2 separate regions of the Gossypium hirsutum genome follow, and region 1 is linked to region 2. The links are chromatin contacts, called in public Hi-C maps. All regions are on one chromosome and are shown on one strand. Each heading gives the region's core, a stretch centred on a gene start, on an enhancer-like site or on the middle of the called end of the contact. The rest is flanking DNA. Distances are from core to core; before and after follow the strand shown.

Region 1 (2,700 bases), core at 100-2,599, 200 kb before region 2:
TTATGTGTAATTTAGTATATTATAATACATGTTTATAATTAGTAATACATAAATTATTATTAAAATTTTAATATCTTTAAAAAAATTATTTTTGTTAAATTAAATTTTGAATTGGGTTTTAATTTTTGCAAATTATATTTGGATATTGGGTTTAATTTGTATTTATTTTGGACTTGAGGTTTTGGATATAGTTAGTTTATTTTGGGTTAATGTGTATATTATTTGGATTTGGGCTTAGCATAATATATATGGATTTTGGAATAAATATTTTAGAATATGAGTATTAGGTTTATAAATTTAATAATAAAAATAAAAGTTTTTTAATTTTCAATTACTATAGTAATAAACAATAAAATATATTTTCGTCGATTCATATACATATCATATAATAATAAATTTTACATGCAATAAGCACTTTAACTATTTTATGTAAAAAAAAACTCTATTAAATATATACATATAATTTATGCTTTTTATAAGGCAAATATAAATTGCATTGTCATCGTATAAAAATTAAATATTTATAACTTAGAAACTATAAAATCATTTGAATCTGTTAGAGACCTCCCTAGCTCTATCCAAGCCTAAATTTGAAAAAATTCGAGTTTGAAAAAACCTAAGCCAGAAAAAATTTAAAAAAAGCTTGATCTAAGTTAAGATCCGATTAACAAATAGTAAAAGATAATTTTATCTTACTTCACATTTCTTTAAATTATATCAATAAGTATAAATGAATTATTTTAAGATAATTTTAAGTGGGGTGAATTTTTTCTTAGAAATTTGAATTTAGTTTAAATCCTAAAATCATCATTATTAAAAGAAAATATTTAAATACTGAATAAAATTGATTTCTACACTAAAATGCAAAAAGACAGCCATAATTGAAAGAAAAAATAAAAAGAATATGATCCCCTTGTTATGATGGTGAATACCCCTCCGAATCCCTTACACCCACCACGCCCATTCTTCGCACAGACTGACACTGGCTCAACAGTTTACTCCTAGTTTCACGTTAAAAACATTAATATTTGATACATATATTCCAATATAACATATTTAAAGCCTAGAAGTTGAGTCTTTTTTTTCTCTTCTTTTCAGGCCAAGGTAAAGAGAGATTATCAGTGACTTCCATTTTTTTCTTTTTTTATTGGGAAGAGAAAGGGAATTGAGATATAAATGCTGCGGAGTTTGAGAATTGAACATCCAAAGGGCAAAAAGAATGAGAGAGGATTGAAAGAGATGTGATTGTTTTTTAACATCAAGCAGTCATCCAAGGCTCTACATTAAACCCAAACACTACATTTAAAAAAACAAAAACAAAAGGAGAAACAAATAGTTTTACCGAGTTATGTGTGTCAGATGTTCATCGTTGGCACGTGGGAATCAGTGTCCCCAGTGGCCACTCGTGGAGCATGCCATTGTCTTTGCAAAACAGTTCGAAGGTCAGTAAAAATACCTAAAAGATTAGACAAGAACTGATAAATTTGATACACGTTTTGAGCAGATAAGGGTAGTAGGGGGCCATGTGGACCGTGTTCTTCCGCGGTCGTACGGGTTTTAGCCATTTTCTTGGTAAAAGGGTCTCTCTCTCTCTCTACTCTCGTCTGCCTCTGCCTCTGCCTCTGCCTTTGCCTGCTCTGGTGCTGTGTTAGGGCTTTTGCTGAGCTGAGAGGCTGAGACTGGGACTGGCTTGAAGAGTCAGATCATTTGTCTACATCACATCACCTCTCACATGCAACCCTTGTTTGTCAAATCATGTGGAATCAACAAAAAATACCCATCACATCTCACTTTCTCCCTACGTAATTCAATACCTTATTATTATTTACCATGACTATTAAGTGTTTAACCTTTTCTTTTATTAATTTGCATGGCTAGCTCCATTATTTTTTAAAAAAAAAAGACAAACTTGATTGGTCTTTTTTATTCGTCAAAACTTTATTTGCAGGTCTTAACAACTGTATAAATATTTATGTAATGGACAGAAGGAGAGACTTTTCAACTTTCATTTTCTAAGATTTTGCACCTAAAAGAAAGCTTTAAGTAAGTGTTCCGGTTTTAAACCGAAGTTTTAGCCATCTGTTTCGTAAATTTCGTTGAATATTTAGTAGTAGCAGAAGAGAAATGAATGTGGGTGTAGGAATGTTTGGCCTGTTGGGTTTTGTAGGTTTTGATTAACAACTTTGCTTATTTGACTGATAAACGTGGAGTGGAATCATGCAAGCTTTTTATTTGTTGTTTTCCATTTTGTTGACGAGTGACTTTTCTGCACATTACGTGCAAAGCTATGATTGGAGAAATGTGTTCATATTTTTCGATTTGGCGACAGGTAAAAAATTAGAGCAAGGAAAACGATATATGACGAAAGCGGAGTGCTTGCTTTTTTTAGACTTCATTTTTTCTTTTTCTTTTTTTCCAACCAATAATAGAGAAAAGAAGAAAAGAGAGCTGTTGAGTTGATTGATCCCAACTTAAAAACTGAAAGTCAGATACAAAAATCTGACTCAATGCATTGATGCGATACGAAAAGAGTTACAAACCTTTTAGAAGCTGGGATATCAAGACTTTCCAACATCAAATCACTATCATTTTGAATGTCTTGAATTTGGATTATTTTGGGTTTAAATATTTTTAGGTTTGAATCACTTTAAGTTAAGATTTTTTGGATTAAGATGATTTTAGATTGGATATTTTTTTATT
Region 2 (2,700 bases), core at 177-2,676:
ACATCAAATAAATTGAACCTAAGGAATTAAACTAGAATGTAGTTAATTAAATACACAATTTATCAATAAGGACTTGGTAGTTTAATTAATTCAGTGATTGAATCGCAATATCCCCATTAGATTTTATAAATGGAACTCTAAACAAGATTTTCTTGACCACAACAATAACTCTATTTCACAACTGATTTTTTTTTTATCTATGTGGAACGTCATAGGGGGTTGGATGATTGGACAGTTTTGGCTTGTGGAAATCAAGCCTTTGAGCAAAAGAAACAAGCAGAAGAATTTGTCTGTCGATATCAACAATCCAAAATAAAAAGCATGAAATCTCATCCCATGAGTGAGTTCTTGATGATTCTGAGGATAAAGTAACTCTCTTCTAAGAGGATGAGTTGCACTTTTCAGTTACAAGAATCTAATGCATTTACCTAATTCATTCAGACAAGTTCAAAACCTCGACATGTTCTCAGTATTACAGGCTTTACAATTAAATTTTTAAAGGAAATAAAAACTACAAAAATTAAAGAAGAAAAACAACATATATTAAAATGGGTTTGTGAATTTACCGGGAAAGTACTTTCCGACAATGCGTAAAATGCGATTACCCGATTTATCAGAGCCCTGAAGGCAGACGAACTGGAGGAACTCGAGGTCGGAGAAATCTTCATCGGAAAAATCCTGCGAACAGTCATGCCAGTTGTCTTGGTCTTCAATTTCAGTGTCTTGGTTCGATAAGAAAGGACGGGCGTCTATGCCCAAATCTGAAGCAAGCACCACCACCGAGAAATCATCATTTGACGAACTTCCCATTTCCTCTAATTTCTTTTCTGTTTTTCCTTATCAACGTCCCTCACTTCAACAAACAAACGCGTATCACTTATCTGGAACAAACATATTAACATGCCAAATCTAATTAACATTTCCTTCAAAAAGAAATTTACAATTTTTAATTCCCAATGAAATCAAAATGAAATTGACAAGAACCATGAATAACTAGATTGTACTGGACAGTAAGAAGATAAAGCTGAGATCTCATCTCAAAGAACAAAAACAAATCAACAAGTGGAATAAAAGTAACAGATTTGCGAGATTAAAAAAAAGAAAAAGGAAAAGAAACAAAAATCTATGCAATAACTGGGAGATAAGGAGTGAAAAAAAGTGGCCACAAATTTAGGTACTAAAAGAAAAAACAGAAAGAGCGAAAAGCTTAGGTCCAAACAAACAGAATTTGGAAGAAATATGAGAAATAGTCCTTCCTTACTTTCGAAACGAAACTAATTACAGGGATTCTGGCTTGGCTACTCCACTTGCTGCTTTTAATTTCCAAGGAAACCCTCTCTCTTTTGTTATCTTGCGGGTTTTTTTTTCTTCTTTTTGCCGGTAACCTATAAAATAGTCAATTAGCCCTTCACTAGGTGCGTTTAGCATTTTAACTTTCTCACTCTTACCTCATCACTTATTAGAATTTTCTATTTAATTTTCAATTTTTTTATTATTTCTATTTTGGTCACAATTATTTTTATATTGGTCATTTTCCAGTAAATAATTAACAAAAATAATAATGTGACTTTTTTTAATTAGTACAATAATATATATGATCATCAATATTTAAAATATTTTATAAATTTAATTCTAATTCTAAATAATTTAATAAATTTAATTATCTACATTTATAAATTTTATCAATTTGATCCTCAATCATATAGAATTAAAATATAACTATAATTATATTCAAACATATATAATTAAATCGTGTTAAACTTATATGTAAATTTATGAATTTAATAAACCTACAAAATCATAACCCTCCTCAACAGAGGAACCCTTCTTATGGCACCTAACAAATAATTAATAAATAAAAAAAATGAAAAAATGTTCCTTAAAGCATTCAAATAACCATCTTTTGTATTTTTGTCAATTTAAAGAATTGTATAATAATTTGCACTCATCTCTAAATATAAAATTTATTGTAAAATTTATCTACATATAATTGTTCGCAATTTATTTAGAAAAAAGAAGTAGTTTTTTTTTCTCACCTGAATTTTAGATTTTCCATTTTTGCAATATTTTTAATATTTTAGATACATATATTTTTATAATTTATAAAAACAATGAAAACTCAAGCAATCATGGTTTGGCTGGAAAGAAAAACTCTAGAGCTGGTTGGGAAATGCTTTCTTGAAGCCAAATTTCGAACGGATTTAGAATGAAACCAATAAAACAAATTAGAAAACAACGGAAAAAAATGAAAAGAAATGGAAACTAGTCAAGAAGTATGGATCGATTGATGGGGGCACTAGGTCTTAAGTAAAGAATCTTACAATCCAAGAAACTAAAATCAAACCTGATTTGATCTGAAAAAATCAAAACATCAACTTAAATGAGGAATAAAGCAAATTGAATGAAAAAGAAGAGAAAAAAAATAGAGGGAATAATGCTTTTCCTCTATAATTAGTGTAATTCTTTTTTTCTATTTCCATATAGTTGATACCTTTAATCTTCTTTATTATTCGAAGGCCAGTACAGTTGGACTCAGAAAGACTATCGGGCAAGAACCGGTTGTTTCGGTGGAGTAAAGGTGATGCTCTTTTCGAGTTGATAGCGGTTGTCGTTATTAAACAACCCATTAATAACTACAACCATTGCCGCGCCGACCCGAGTTTGACCTTTACTTTCGTCGAAACATCCGCTCTCCCCCTA

The links. A called contact is a pair of places that touch in the nucleus more often than the background predicts.
Region 1: a Hi-C map of leaf shows a contact between it and region 2, with 3 times the contacts expected there. The contact joins the promoter of LOC107890099 here to the promoter of LOC107889379 in region 2. A contact is called at or near these places in 4 of 34 Hi-C or Micro-C datasets (all in leaf).

Annotation. Positions count from the first base shown.
Region 1 is chrA09:70,094,388-70,097,087 of Gossypium_hirsutum_v2.1, reverse strand. It overlaps LOC107890099, which reads left to right and starts at 1,349. Exons shown (of 11, transcript XM_016814610.2): 1 at 1,349-1,442. The coding sequence starts at 1,349.
Region 2 is chrA09:69,895,823-69,898,522 of Gossypium_hirsutum_v2.1, reverse strand. It overlaps LOC107889379 (rho GTPase-activating protein 68F), which reads right to left and starts at 1,426. Exons shown (of 4, transcript XM_016813780.2): 1 at 1,262-1,426; 2 at 567-881. The coding sequence starts at 810.